Regions from separate parts of the Nothobranchius furzeri genome. Here region 1 is linked to region 2. Evidence: chromatin contacts called from public Micro-C data. All regions are on one chromosome and are shown on one strand. The core of a region is the stretch at or near the end of the contact, and the rest is flanking DNA. Distances in the headings are between cores, read along the strand shown.

Region 1 (4,934 bases), core at 1,937-4,436, 180 kb before region 2:
GGTCTCAGTGGGACCAGAACTCCTGCTGACTGAGCCCCACAGTCACGAACGCCAAACTCTTCTAACTTCTAAGCCCATCTCTGCCAGCTTCTCTCCTCTGAAGCTCTAAACCTCCTGCTCCCTGCTTCCACTCATCTTCCCCCTGCCTCTCTGCTAAAACCTCTTCCTCCTCCATCCTGATCCTGTTCAGTCCCAGGAACGTTCCCGGTCCTTTTCTTCTCTGCTGCCATCCTAAACTGTCCTTGTCACACCCTGCCATCGTGCACTCACAGTCCAAGGGCCTTTTCTGTTCATTAAATCCTGTGAGAAATCGTAAAGAACAAGGACAGGATGAGCTGTTCTATGTCCATTTCTGCTGATTTGGTTTGTTTGAGCCTGGAAGGTAATTGCATTCAATATTTGCATCAAGCCAAAATCTTTAAAAGCTATTTTCTTACTTTGTAACACTTTTTTTTCTCAAAAAACTGAAAGCAGTCATGAATATTTCAATTTTTTTTGTATTTTATGCAAAATTTACTCAAAATTAAAGATGTAAAACCCTAAATTAGTACAAATGACATTTTCTCATAAAATACTATATTATTTTATTCTCATTTAAACTGTCAGAGATCACTACATCTACAATGACAAGACGGTGTATCACCACTGCTTTTATCTGGTGTTTTAGCGCCACCCAGTGGCCAGTATTTAAACTGCAAAGTCATGTTTAGAATTTGTTATCCTATAATGACTATTTATGATTTTATCTGAGAGTGAAAGGCTGGGATAAAAAAAAACCAGATATTTTTCTAATGCATCAAGATTATATCTATTAATCACACTTTAATTTACCGTAAACACAAACGTTTAATTATAAATTCTGTATGTAACAATTTATAACATGTTTTTCTATTTTATACAAAAAAATTACAAAAATTCTTTATTTGTTATTCATTGAAATAAAAAATTATAATTCCAACAGCATAAGGATCCTTGGAGTGTAATGATGTGACTGCATGCAGGAAATTCAACAGAAAACTGAGTATTGGGGTCATTTAAAGGATAAAAACTGTGAATCTTAAACCAATTCTTGATTGTGAAATGCTGAAAGGAACTTGTTTGTGGGTGGCATCAAGTGTGTGTGTGTGTGTGTGTGTGTGTGTGTGTGTGTGTGTGTGTGTGTGTGTGTGTGTGTGTGTGTGTGTGTGTGTGTGTGTGTGTGTGTGTGTGTGTGTGTGTGTGTGTGTGTGTGTGTGTTTTAATGTATGCTGATACATCGTGTGTCAAAGCCCTGCAGGACAAGCAGCACCCCTACGCCTCCAGACTCCCAGACTGTCAGGACATCTGCTACTGCTGACAGTCATATGTCCTGCCGTGTGTGTGTGTGTGTGTGTGTGTGTGTGTGTGTGTGTGTGTGTGTGTGTGTGTGTGTGTGTGTGTGTGTGTGTGTGTGTGTGTGTGTGTGTGTGTAAGATGGGTGGATCTTTGGCAGCAGGTCGTTGCAGAAATTATGGGAACAGACGTTCTTCTTAAACATTCATGCCTCCTATCCTCAGTGTCCCTTTTTTTCTTATTATTTAAAATTTATTTCAGAAAACTTTAATCAGCGAGCAAAACCAATATTTCAGCATGAAAATATATTTTCAAAGCTTCAGTTATGCCGGGTCGTAGATTTTTAAGATAAAAATGTTGCTTTTGAACTAAAAGTGCATTTTTTGTAAAGATATCTCCTCCCACAGACCTATTTTATGTTTCCCTGCCTTTCAGTGAAAAAAACTTGACTTTATTTAACAGTCATCAAAGTTTGCAGCAAAAATAATCTGAAGAATCCCACTTCTTAGACAATTTCTGATGAATGGGTGTACGTGCAGTAAGAGGACGCTAGGGGGAGCCAACTGCACAGTCACAGGTTCATGTGCGTTTTTATTATTTATGTTCTGCAGCTCTAAGAAAAGCCACTGAATGGTGTTGTAACTCATTTACGATCAAATTATCTTAAAATATAAAACTAACGCATATTACTGACATTTAAAAACGTGGTTTTGATTATTTCTTTAATTGGAGACAAATAGTTCATAATCTCCACATTTATTATGAAATGATGAAACAGGAAGTGATGCAATTCCATTTTATAGATGTGTAATACAAACCAACCATGACCTTACATTATAATTTAGCCAATTATTTTATTTCAACATGCTTATTTATTCGTCCTGCTTTACTGATGAAGACTTGTGATTTAAACGTTTTTTTTTTGACAAAACATGTAAAAATATTTAAGGATTTTTTTAAAAAATAATGCAACATGTTAAATCACTATTTTGTAATATATGATGAACATTCAAAACATGTAGCTCCTCTGTTCTATTTTTGTCTCATGTTTGAGCCAAAAGGTGGTGGGATATAAATAAAACCAACAATTTTAATGTCTGTTCTTGAGAATTAAAGACTAAATAAGCTTAACTTATTGCTAACTTTATATTTAATCCCTCAGTTCATGCATTTAAATGAGTTTCTTTAAGAAAACAACAATTTAAATAAGATGCATAAAATTAAAATGATCCCATTTGTATGAGCCTAGAATAAAACAAGCAAATGTTTGGATTTTTTAAAATAAAAAAACATACAAAATGGAGGAATCACTGAAACTTTAATAACAAATGCCTTCCAGCTACTCTAAATTATGTTTTTTTCTTTTAATGTGGCAAAACAAATATAAATGCTGTGGAATAAACTCCCCTTTATGAACTTTATTAAGCCCAAACATAAAAATGCATCCTACTTTTGGAATAACTGCACTAAACTACAATAAAAGAACATTTTTTCAATTTTTCCAAAGATATTTCAGAATAAAAGCAGTACTCTGGTTGTCATCTGGACACTCTCGTTCCTTTTAAACATGCATAAATATTTTTGCACAAAATCTATCAGAATTTCCAAATTTTTGAAAGCAAAGAAATTGTTTAACATGTGCAACCACGTTGATAACACTGATATTCGCATGAAGAATGAATTTTATCTGATTATCTTCTCCTTTTTGCCCAAACACTTAATAAAAACATCATTACTTTTGTGCGTATTTGTTCGGGTGTGAACAGCATGTTTTATTAACCGTAATTATTGCACAGATCCATGATAAATAAAACATACATCCTCTTTTCTTATTTGCTGCTCCTATCAGGCAGCCTGCTGCTGTCAGATCGCCCTGCAGCTCCTTCTCACAGTGGTGGAGTCCTTCCAGGGGTTCCCCATTCACAAAGCCTGCCTGCCTGAAATCAGAGGGCGGAGGGAGAGGAGGGAGGAGAGAGAAAGAGAGTTGAGGCATCTCTTCCTCACTTGACTGCATTCGGTTTACCGTCACCGGAGAAGCGACCATGCTGTGGAAACTAGTTGAGAATGTCAAGTATGAAGATATTTACGAGGTAATGTTCTCCTGCAGCTGTTTGTGGTGTGTGTGTGGGGTGTTAAAAATGCAGCAAGTGGGAGTTTTCTGTGAAGCTCTGGGCCCAGTTTGTGTTTTTGATGCAGTAACGGGATCTGAGTGGATTTCTGTTAGTCCTCAGATAATATAAATGTTCATAATGTTGGTTTTGTGGAGCTACGCTTTTTTATTTACTCATAAAATGTGTTTTTCTGCTGAAAAATGCATTTTAAACTTTTTGAGAATAGCATAAATTTTGGTTAAAATGTGCTGCAGCACCACAACTTCAACCGAAGATTGTTTGGGAAATTGCAGAAATCGTGAAGGAATCCAAGAAAAGACTATTTTGGACAGAAATATAGTTTTACTTTATGGGGGAGAATTAAAGAGGCTCGCGCTCAAAGCGCACCAACAGCGGCTGTAGCGCGCGAGGCCCCACGGCTGCCTTTCAGCCCGGTGGGAAGTCCGGGTCTCATGCAGCACATGGCTTTTCTCCCACGGTGCGAAGGAGGGCAGGGCAGGATGTTGTTAAACAAGTCTCTCAGCATCAAGTTCAACCGCTTGTTAAAGAGCCGTGACACCGTTCACGCGAGCCCCTCACGCGCCCCGTCGGGTCGGGTGTTCTGACTGACAAAAGGCAGCTGTGCGCCGGATCTGACGTATCAGCGGCGCTAATTTACTTAATAATTATTATATAGGCTAGAATCATCATAATCAGATCATTAATAGAAGAGAGTGCGGCGTAGATGATGAGTGCGCGTGCACGTATGACTTCAATAAAAACAACTTTTTACTTTTGCGCAAAAATGACGTCTCCTGTTGCGCCAAATTCTGCCAGGGAAAGTCCTCTCGGACCTGCTCACTTTCTCCCGTGCTGTTCTCCATCTCCTGCAGCGCGCGCGTCGTTTCGGCTCTCCAAGGCATTTCAACGTCACTCACGGTTTCGCGAGAGCCTCCACGCTCCATGTGTCGCCAGTCCCCTGCCTGGCGCGCATTAATATTCCTGTAAGTCTCAGTCATGAATAACAATTACACCGGATACCGGGGGTAGAGGCGGGAGCTCCTCGGTGCTCACAGTCATAGCGGCGGCAGCTCGGGGCGCAGGAAGGTTCTGAGAGGAGTTCTGCTGAACGGGCCTGCCTGCAGACACCAAGGTTCTGCTTTGACCTGGAATGCGTTTGTGTGTTCCATTCTGAGTCCGCTCGGAGCTTCCAGATGTTGGTTCATCCCTACTCCACCGGGGTGAGTTTTCTCTGTTGGGTGAGTGTGGGTATGTTGCTGGGGGACACCTTAGACGCGCGTTTAGCAGGTTTTCCTTCGGGCTTTTGTGTGTTTTTGTCCAGGAGCTCCTGCTCATTCGTTCCCGGAGGCGTCATCATAAAAACGCAGCTTTTATTTCTTTACTTTCATTATTTCCTTTTCTCTTTTCTGAAGGACCGGCATGACAGCGTCTCGAGCCACAGCTCGCGCCTGTCTCAGCTGGGCTCCGTGTCTCACGCAGGACCCTACTCCAGCGCGCCGCCGCTGTCTCACG
Region 2 (5,044 bases), core at 1,093-3,592:
CTTTAAAGCTCTGAAACTAGTTTTTTACTTAAAGCACTAAAACATCATTAATGCATAATAATGAAATTACTAGAAGTTTTGCAGCTTTAATTCCAAAAAATAATAATTAGTAATGGTTCACTTGTGAACTCCTCGTCAGTCTGGACTAATTATTTTATCACACAGCTTTTAAAAGACTGAAGCCACATCCTTCCTGTTTTTCGTAACATGTGAGCATGCTCCTCATGGGGTTTGCACCCCGCAGCGCTGATGCAATCATGTGCTCCGGCACCAGTGCACTGCAAGCTGCTTGCTCGGAAACGTTATCCTGCCAATCGTACATGTAAATCCTGTTGTTTTTCTCTCAAAAAACTGCTGACTCTTGGTTTTTTTTCTCCTTGCAGCTCCTTCCTCGGGTGCAGGTGAGTAACTCAGCCCTCTGAACATGTTTTTCAGACATTTCTACCACTACTTGATGGACTTTGTAAATTAAACTTCAATTTTACAAACTCCTCTACACTTCACAGACCTCTTTTTTGTCAAAGAACTCAAAATAGATGTGTTTATATTCTGTTTTTATAAGTCAAGGACAATTCTTCTTATTTGTTGCCCAATAAAATAATAAAGCTCTTCACCTTAAACACAAACTCAGAGTAGTTTGCTTTAGTGAGAAACATTGTCTACCTCAGGTTAGAATTATTGTGCGTGTGCGTGTGTGTGTGTGTGTGTGTGTGTGTGTGTGTGTGTGTGTGTGTGTGTGTGTGTGTGTGTGTGTGTGCGTGTGCGTGTGCGTGTGCGTGTATGTGTGGTGGAAACCCTTCTGCTCAGAGTACCTCCGTAGCATCTCCCTGCCGGTGCCGGTGGTGGTGGAGGACACCAGCAGCAGCAGCGAGTATGGCTCCGTCTCCCCTGACAACGACCTCAACACCAACCCATTCATCTTCAAGCCCAGCGTCAAGTGCTACAGCGAGAGGGATGTCAAGGGGCCCAGGTCCCTCTTTCTCAGGTAGAACACTTGAAATGGACAGAGTCGTGGCTGCTGCTTGCTGCAGACGAGTTTCACGCATAGCCTCACGACTGTGAAACACTAAACCAGTTGTCAGTATAAAGGCCAAAGCAGGTTTATTTCAGATTAAGGTCTGAGAAGTCTTTAACAGTGGATTTTCTAATGTAAAAATGATACAAAACAGCAGAAAATTTTGTTTTTGAACAGATTTACGAATTACGAGCCATCTAACTAAATGTCCATAGGTGTCCTTAAGACTTTTGCATATAATAAAAGAACGCACTAAACCAAACCGCCGACTATTTATCTCAGCATTCCAGTGGAGAACTTTGAGGATCACAGCGCTCCTCCGTCTCCCGACGAGAAAGACACAGGCTTCTTTATGCTCCGCAAGGACAGCGAGAGGCGAGCCACGCTGCACCAAATCCTGACCGAGGACCAAGACAAGGTTGTGGCCAACCTGATGGAGGCCCTCACACAGGTTGGGAATGGAAGAAACTAACAGGAGGGCCAGGGAGACGCAGTGTTAAAATCTTCTGTGGTTCTCTGACCTTCAGGGCTCTGAGGAAATTAAAGTAAAACCGCAGCACATCTCCATCCTCGTAGTGAGTCTGGCTGACTTCATCCGCATGGCCGACAGGAAGATCATTGCCAACACCTTGTCTCAACTCAAACTGGACCTGGACTTTGACAGCACCGCCATCAGCCAGCTGCAGGTCATACTGTTCAGCTTCCAGGATGCTGTAAGTTCATCACTACAACAGGGAGGTTCGATAAATCCTCCTCTAATTTTCCCTTCTGGGAATAATCAGTCCATTGAAATCCTTGAAATGACTTTAAATAGCACCAGATTAAAACCCAAACATCACTCCTCCTCCATGCCTGAGTCATGTGACTTCCTGTCTGTTACATCCCTGTAGAGCTCTGGGTGTTTTGTTGTAAATGTTTTACGTCAGGCAGCAGAAGCCTGTCTGTTTCCTTTTCCTCCTGCGCCGAGATAATAAAGTAAAAATGATTCATAAGCTTTAAGAAAAGAGGTCTTCAGACAGGAGGAACTGCACATTCTGCAAACAGGCTCATCAGAAATGCTAAACGAATAACATAAGAGAAAATGGTTGTTAGTGTATTGCATAATCTGAGGTGGGAAAATGGAGTTCTGACGCCCCCTGCTGGTCATCGATGCACCCAGAGGATTTTTTATGTGTAGTGCACGACTACTTAGACTTGTAAATATGAAAAGTTTGTTTTCCTTTATGTTTATAGGTGAATAAAGTGCTACGAAACCACAACATCAAGCCTCATTGGATGTTTGCTCTGGACAACATCATCCGTAAAGCAGTGCAGACCGCCATCACCATCCTGGTGCCAGGTAGTATCATCCATGTTTAGAGCAGAGCACCTCTAAATGAATTATCCCTCCCTCCAGCCCTGGGCCAAACTGGCAGGATAAATCCAGGGATATGAAGAGGGAAGAATATAGAGCTAAAATGCATTATAGATGCATACTTTTTGCATGCTGGCTGTGGTTTTTAGAAGTATTCCTTGGCCGACGCCACGACTCTCACCTGAGTGTTAAATTGTTCATTAAAGTGTTTCTCTTGGTCACGTTATCTTTGATTTAAAAAGTTGTATTTTGCACATTTGGAAGTATTTGCAAGTTTTTATCCTTGCTTTGAGTAAAGTTATAATTAATTACAGATTAGCCGTGGTAGATGGCTTCCTGAATTGCCTCTGTTTGGAGAAACAGATTAGCATCCGTTAGTAGAGATAGTCTTCTTAGTGTAATTATTTATCATCCTAAAGTAAGAAAATCTCTATATTTTTTAAAATAGTGATATAATTTCTAACAAAAACAAGATGACCAAGTAACATTTATAACAATATACAACCGATGAAATGCTAGAGTTAGCAGGCATCGCTACCACTAGCTTGCATGGTCATCCATTGTTGCCCATCCAGTTGATGTTTGCAGACAAAACTTAGAGAAAGTTGTTGTCAACATTAAATGTGTGGTTTACTCGTTTATTCAATACATTTGCAGTTTTCTCTAATGTAAATCAATGCCTTATGAGTCATGAGATGCAGATGTTTGCTGGTGAGGAGGTGGACTGAAAACAGCAGAATTGCTCATTATTATTAATGATATGCACACACCTTGCTTTTAATTGGCTAACAGAACGTGTTCAGCCATGTTGCACAGGCACTATCACCAACACACTCTGCTCTCTCTCTTTGCTGCAAAAAAAATTTTTTAAGCCTTCCAGTGGGCAGACGTGAGTCAAGATGGGAGAGGCCATGAATGCAAATTCACAGTGTGACATCACAGTGTGAGGATTTTCAAATCCTAGCATTTCACCATCTATTTTCTATCAGAAGCTAACAGAGGAGATTAGTGTGGGAGATTGTTTTCATGTTCAGCCTGCATGAAAAACTCAGTGACCGATTATAATTAGAAATAGTTTAAAAAAAAATTCAGTCAACCACACCTTTAATCAAAACCTTTGGGTTAATATTATGTCCTAACCTTTACACTCGGCCTCACAGTTATTGATTTTCTGGGGACATCCGTTCATGTTTCTGCAAGGTTTTCCACCGTGATTGTCCATGTTGTCGTTCCTGAGTATGGTGTCGAGTCGGGCCAAATCCCCACTCTTAATCAGCAAATGGGTACAGCAGCTAAAATACCTAAGAAACGTACCTTTCCCTGCTCGCTGTCATGAGTGAATATTGTGAGATTCGTGCCTTGTTTGCCTTTCCAACTTTAATAAAGCCACGCTGTATGGCCCACATGAACAGAATCCACTGCATAGTGGATACATTTACATCATGGTATCATCATGATAGGTTTTTTCTAAGCAAGACATAATTACTAGTGGTATTGTGAATGACCTGATACACCCATCCCTAGGTTGAATTTAAATTGTTGTACATGAATTATAAATATATATTAAAAATAGTGCCTTTGTTACCTTTTTGCCAGCTTTTGATACAGCTCTAACAACTTGATAGATAGATAGATGGATAGATGGATAGATAGACTCCATGTCCAGATTAAATTACAAAAACCATAAACAAGCTACATAAAAACACACTTTAAAAAAATGTCGTTTCTTATGGTTCCAACAAAGATGATAAAAAGCTACTTGTGCCTTAGACAGCTTGCCAGTGTTTCCAAAGCTCAGACTGATGGTGAGCGGCACTAAGGTTAACGTTTAACAACTGAATCAATATATGTTTGATGCATTTAATCTGCTGATGAAATTCTGTAGACAATGAATCACATCTTGAAGGGGTTTAACTTGTAAACAATTTACAGGAAGAAAAATATTGAGACAAATATCATAAATCAGAATTTTGCTCAAAGATACTGGATTGTAAGTTCTGGTCCATATGGCTCAGCACTACTTTTAAGTAAAACTTTAGTTTCTCACACTTCCTACTGGTTGGAAACAGTATTGCAATTGTTGCAACCAGCAGCCTGCTATAGCTAGCGCTAAAAATGAGCTAACGCTAACACAAGACTACTGATACTAAAAAGGCCATGAAGTAAAAAGATCAACACTTTTGGACAAAAAATGATTACTCACAAGTCCATTAGCAACAAAGCCAGGTCACCATCAGGCCGTGATGTTGTAGCTTCCTTTAGCTCCCTCAAGCTAGTGTAGGCCACGCTGATGTTCACTCTGGTTTTTGCTCTTTGCGCCACTTCCAAAGACATTAGTCTTTTACTTTTAAGTCCAGGTGTAGCACATTTCAAATTATCATCGTAGGTAAGGAGGAAGACTCAGGAGACACCAGTCTGGATACTGGAGACATTGGTGCCAACCAGAACTCTGGGCAAACCTTTAAAACAGTGGCAGAAGGCACAATTTAGTAATACAGCTCTATTTAAGTGCTAAAAAATGTAGGAAAAAGTACATTAGCACTATTCAATGCATTTTTACTGACAAAAATTGTTCTGATTCATATTCCTCGGTCATTTACATATTTTCACAGCTTACCAAGTTATTTTTGTGTTTTTAGCATTTCATTTTAAGTATCAGAGCTTAAACAGGTGCT

Evidence for each region. Hi-C and Micro-C count contacts between places; a contact is called where the count stands out from the background.
Region 1: a contact with region 2 is called in a Micro-C map of tail fin, with 7 times the contacts expected there. The contact joins the promoter of tfap2b here to the enhancer-like site in region 2. A contact is called at or near these places in 2 of 2 Hi-C or Micro-C datasets (skeletal muscle and tail fin).

What each region holds. Positions count from the first base shown.
Region 1 is chr2:11,624,404-11,629,337 of NfurGRZ-RIMD1, reverse strand. tfap2b (transcription factor AP-2 beta) reads left to right here and starts at 3,186. Exons shown (of 7, transcript XM_015947631.3): 1 at 3,186-3,401; 2 at 4,835-4,934. The coding sequence starts at 3,354.
Region 2 is chr2:11,443,144-11,448,187 of NfurGRZ-RIMD1, reverse strand. map3k5 (mitogen-activated protein kinase kinase kinase 5) reads left to right here. Exons shown (of 30, transcript XM_015947629.3): 21 at 384-401; 22 at 808-985; 23 at 1,298-1,466; 24 at 1,543-1,728; 25 at 2,249-2,354. Among protein-coding and RNA genes, the nearest start is that of lrp11, 9.6 kb to the right of the region's middle. Within about 2 kb of position 2,342, at least 1 of the 3 cell types and tissues checked has an H3K27ac peak or open chromatin away from gene starts, as enhancers often do. A contact at or near this core is called in tail fin, where this site is marked.